Regions from separate parts of the Delphinus delphis genome. Here region 2 is linked to region 1. Evidence: chromatin contacts called from public Hi-C data. All regions are on one chromosome and are shown on one strand. Each heading gives the region's core, a stretch centred on a gene start, on an enhancer-like site or on the middle of the called end of the contact. The rest is flanking DNA. Distances are from core to core; before and after follow the strand shown.

What was found. A called contact is a pair of places that touch in the nucleus more often than the background predicts.
Region 2: a contact with region 1 is called in a Hi-C map of lung, with 6 times the contacts expected there. The contact joins the promoter of LOC138413844 here to the promoter of ZNF235 in region 1. A contact is called at or near these places in 2 of 3 Hi-C or Micro-C datasets (lung and muscle).

What each region holds. Positions count from the first base shown.
Region 1 is chr20:10,725,788-10,728,611 of mDelDel1.2, forward strand. It overlaps ZNF235 (zinc finger protein 235), which reads left to right and starts at 1,494. Exons shown (of 6, transcript XM_059999547.1): 1 at 1,494-1,596; 2 at 1,935-1,974. The coding sequence starts at 1,505.
Region 2 is chr20:10,933,738-10,936,437 of mDelDel1.2, forward strand. LOC138413844 (zinc finger protein 234-like) reads right to left here and starts at 1,273. Exons shown (of 5, transcript XM_059999557.2): 1 at 1,180-1,273; 2 at 532-602.

The sequences.
Region 1 (2,824 bases), core at 244-2,743:
GTTTATGCACATTTAACTTTTTTCTCCACTCGTGTTTTTTAAAGTTTTCATAATAGAATATTTCATTCTTATGCAAGAGAAAAGTAGACAGGACAACCTTTCTGGGTTTGGGGTTTTGTGGGGTTTTTTGTTTGTTTTGGTTTGGATTTGGTTTTGGTGGTGGTAGTTTTTGTTGTTCTACAGTTTTTCTGGACTTGAGCTCTTATCTCACAGGATAAATCATGGCCTCTCTGATTTCAGCTGGCTTGTGGAATACTAAAGCATGTTATTAATTTATTGGATTTACTGTGCAAAGATCAGGTTGGTAGTAGGTGATATAATATCTGAAGATAAACTCAAAAAAGAAATATTCTCAAGATTTTATGTAGGATTTACCCCTTTCAATATTGCAGTGTTTATTCCAGTTCCCTGCCAGTGCAGCTTTCATTCACTTTTAAAGTGAGAAATTAAAACCAAGGAAATGCTGGACGTTTTTAATGTTTCTGCATTATGACCTGATGAACATTTGCCTTTTTGTGATTTCTTGGTACTTCGGAATCAACAGCCCACCCTAGCTGACACCGTTAAGAGTTCCAGATGTATCCAGGTACACATGGAACAAAGAAGGCAATCCAGTCAAGGTAAGACTGAGATCTTGTGTTCCTTAAATTGTTCAGTGCAGTTCAGGCCAATCCTCTTTCAAGATCTCCGTTTTTAACCCACACATCGCTCCCACTCTATGATGATTTTTATTTTCTTTCCATATTTCAAGCTTCACTTTTCTCTCCTATACAACATATTTCCTTGACAACCGCTTATTAGTATAGTTATATGAGAAAGGTGGGGGGGGGGGAGTGAGAAAAAGAAAAGGGAAAACTGGGCTCAACCAGCAGCACAGAATTCATCCAAACTGAACCCAATTATTTGCAACACCAAAGGGCTGCATGGCAGGAAGCACCCCCATGCAGCCACTCTGGAAACTGGTCTAGAAGATCCAGATCTAGAAAAAGAAACTTCTGTCCAGGCAAGCAGGTCAGTGGCACTCAGTCCACTGGAGCTCTGGGGTCTTTTGGAGACATTTGGGCTCCAGAACACCATGTCTATAGAATATTTTCCCCTCCAGGACTCTGGGAAATTTAATCTATGTACTCAGTGTAGTAATGCACATTTCCGCCCAGGAAGCCGAAGCTGTAGTCATTGTTGCCCTAGGGCACTGTAGGAAGTGTGGTCCAGGCGCTCCCAACGACTGCAAGCACTTTTGCACCAGGCAGGCAGGACCGTGGACAGCGCTCCCCCTCGGCATTCTGGGAAACACGTCTCAGGAGCTCCGAGTACTCGCAGGCACTTCCGCCCCGATGGGCGGGGCTGTGGATGTTGTCCTCGGGCATTCTGGGAAGTGTAGTCCAGGAACTCCGTGTAGTCCCAGGCACTTCCGTTCCCAAAGGGCCGTGATGGGGAATTCTGGGAAATGTTGATCTAGGGCTCCTGGTAGTTGCAGGCACTTCCGGCCCAGGTGGGCGAGGTTATGACCATCTTTTCGAGTAATGATCGTCAGTTTCGCGTCCCGCCACCCTTCGGAACTTCTTCGAGTTGCTCTCGAGCAACAGCAACCCGGTTGTGAGTTTAAGGGGAAAAGCGGATATTTGAGATGTAAGGACGACAGTTTTAGTTCAGTTAGGCGAAGTCGTCTCGAGTTTGGGGAGATTCTCCTGTCCCGGAGTTGGGCGCGGGTCCGGGTTGCAGTCTTTCCCGCGCTCAGCTCCCCCAACTCGCCTCCCCCACGTGTCAGCCACTTTCTGGCAGTATAACATTGGGCAAGTTATTTAATCTCTCTGTGCCTTTGTGTGCTCATCTGTTAAATGGGTTGATAGCAGTACCTTCCTAGTAGTTTTGGAATGTCCTTTGTAGTTCATTAGGGCAATGGTGATATTTCACAGCCTCCTTTCCTTCCCCAGCCCTGACTTCACAAGAAGGACTTGCACCGAAGTGCAGGGGGTAAGTAACCCCTTGGCTCCTGGCCCAGGGCCCCACGTGAGTAGGACTTGGCATTCTTCTTCTGTAAAAGATGTTCACATAAATGGAAGAAAAGGTAGGTTGTGTATTTATTTGGTTGTGAGCGATGCCAATAATTAAGCCTTAGTTGTTAAGTTCCAGTCTAAGGGCTTTATACAAATTACGTTTAGAGTAGCCCTATGAAAAGTGTATTTACTGTTCAGGAATAGTAATACTTTTAAAAACTTACTTTAAAATTTTTTATTAATCTATTTTTTTAAATAAACCTATAGCAGAACTAGCTTTTATGAGAAAACTGTATTTCCATATACATATTTAATGAGAAGAGTAGCGATGTTTTACATTTTTGCATATCTCTTTAATTCTTGACTTTTTATAAGAAAAATAGCTGGATTTTCATGTTCTCTTGTGCTATCTGTTGTGAGATACTGTTTTGGTTAAAGTGATGAAGAAAATGCAGCCTCCCACAGTTATAGTTAGGAAAGAAAGGATTATTTTAATAGACTTTACAGATAATATTCTCCTTTGATACTGCACCCAAGAGCCACAAGTGATAGTTTCTTAAGGTTATGTGGAATCTGAAACCATATCAGAGGACTTTTTGTACTACATTACATTACAACCCTTTGGTCAGTTTTGTATTTTGTGTACTTTGAGTCTTTCATCCATTAATGGTTTTATGAAATGATGCATCGCTCAATTGGAAAATGTTAATGGCCGAGTTTTACAGATATTTCAAATATTGACACATTTGATTTTACAAGATTTTAAAAAATCATATTTGTCAATACCATCACCAGTCTCATCAGAAAAGTTCTGTCTCTAAAGACCT
Region 2 (2,700 bases), core at 23-2,522, 210 kb after region 1:
AATTTCTTTAATTTCTGAATGTTCCACAATGATACAGTTCTACGAGAATAAGAAATATTATTTGTAACAAGTGAAACAAAATAGTTGATGATATTTTGAAAAACTCAGAAAAGTCCAAGCCCATTTTATTTGATGTTAAGGTCCCTCACAATCAAGTTCTGATTAAACTGCTTGATTCCACCTAGTTCCTAAAGCTTAAGGAGAATTACATCCAAAAGATTATGAACGCAAGCTCTGGACTCAGACTGCCTGAATTCCAACCCCACCTCAGCCTCTTACTTGGTGGGTGACTATGGGCAAATAACTTTCAGCTCCCTGGGTCTCAATCTCATTTTTCAAAACAGGAAAAGAGCAATATTTCTTCACGGAGCCATGGTGTGACATAATGTATTTATTTGTGTAAAGCCCTCATCACTTAAGTTAACAGTTAAGGATTAATTACTCTCAATACTCATGTCCAATTACACATCCTACACATTCTCTGACTGATGTGAAGATCATTGTAAAACAAAACTGTCAAGTCCCACTCACGTGGAGCTTTGCTATCATGTAGCTCAGGGTCACTCCCTCTACCTCCGTGTGGTCCTTTTTGAGAAATCACGCTGGAGAAAGAAAGAATGCTATGAAGTGTCACGATTGAGTCCCCGTCCCCATAAAAGTTAAAGCTTTCCCTCCCTCCGAGCAATCTAGAAGCAATTCCGAGCAATCCGGAACCTTCCCCTCCAAAAGAGTCAGAAGGGGTCCGGGATTATCCAACGTCACGCAGAGATAGAGAGAAGGGCAAGTGTCATTGAAGCTGGATTTCTGACCCTAACCAGGGGACCTGACCGCTCCTCGAGAAATTAACACCAAGAAGAAATCATCATTCACTACGTGCCAGGAATTTAAGATTTCTATTTGTACCACCTTTTTCAATTCCCAAAACAATTCTTCTAGGAAGGCCCTAACATTTTAAAGAAAAGCAACGGGAGGCACAGGGAGATTAACTCCCCACGCGAGGAAGTGGAAGCGCGCGTGGAAGGTGTAGGGAGGCGGACTGGGCGAGGTGAGAGCCGCGGAAATTCCCAATCTAGGGGATACGCGAGCGTAGCCAGTCCCCTCTTGGGGTTTCGAGAACGCCCCAAACGCACAGAGGCTCCGCCGAGGGGCACGTACACGGCCGCCCTCGCCCCTCCGCACCTGCATTCTCCGCCGAGGATTCTTTTCCCCTAAATCGATTGCCAGGTGGTTGCGCGTCCCAAGCGGAGACACAGGAAGCTCGCAAGGGCCAGCGAGACGCGGAACAGACGCACAGGCCCACAGAAAACACACCGGCAACCCGCCCACTCCGGGAACGGAAGTGCCTACGAGTCCACCGGGCTTCTGGACTACACTTCCCAGAATTCGTCAGATCCGCCTTCCTGAGCGGAAGTGCGAGCGACTACACAGTGCCTGGACTACATCTCCCAGAATGCCGAGGAAAACAGTCCAGAGGCTCACTTTCCAGGAAGACTACGGGAAGCTCCTTGACTACGGTTCCCAAAATGCCAGAGAGAAAAGATTCCCGCCAAGTCCCAACTTCCGGGGTGGAAAGGCGGATTCCTACACTGAGAGTCTGCATTACGTTTCCCTGAGTCCTCCAGCGAAAATGTTCCATAGACACGACTTTCTGAAGTCGAAATGCCTCCAATTATGGCAGGAGTATTGTTGGAAAGGGAACAAGTGAGGAGATGCAATCTTCAAGAAATTAACAGGTTGGGAGACTTCCTTGGCCGTCCAGTGGCTAGGACTGGACGTTCCCACTCCAGGACCTTGACAAGGATTTGATCCCTGGTTGGGAACTAAGATCCCGCATGCCGCAGCCACAATTTTTTTTTAAATAAAAAAGAAAGAAGTTAAGGGGGGATGACTGTTTAGGGAACACTAGGTGATTGAAAGTAGTTTGATTTGAATATAATCTGACAATATGAGGCTAAAACTGAGAGGTCAAAGAATAGGCGAGGTAGAATGATTTGGGAGGGACCAGGAGGATCGAAGAAGGTACCAGACCCTGTGGTACCACTGGTTTTTCAGGAAAAACAACTTGAGAGGGCCAAAGTGGAAGCTTGTCCTCATGGAAAAGTGCTCTTCCCTCATTTAAACTTTTCATTGAAGTTATGATCCCTACTTTGGAGGTGAGAACACCAAATTTCAGAGACGTTAAGAAACTGTCAGCTATCTCAAAGCAAGCATAATGAAGGCTGAAGAGCTTGGCATTGGAGTCATTCTGACTCCCAAAGCCAAAATGCTAAAGCACTGGGGAGGATTCTATTGATGGAGAATGTTTTTTACTGAGTTTTTTCCTTTATATTTTCTGGTTAAAATCTTTATTATAGTGAGCAATTTAAAAACACATATGTTGGGACTTCCGTGGTGGCGCACTGGTTAAGAATCTACCTGCCAGTGCAGGGGACACAGGTCCGAGCCCTGGTCCCGGAAGATCCCACATGCTACGGAGCAACTAAGCCCGTGCGCCACAACTACTGAAGCCGGTGCGCCTAGAGCCTGTGCTCCACAACAAGAGAAGCCACCGCAATGAGGAGCTTGTGCACCAAAATGAAGAGTAGCCCCCGCTCGATGCAACTAGAGAAAGCCCTTACGCAGCAACAAAGACCCAACGCAGCCAAAGATAAATAAAATAAATTTTAAAAAAATAAATAAAAACACATGTTATTGGAAGCC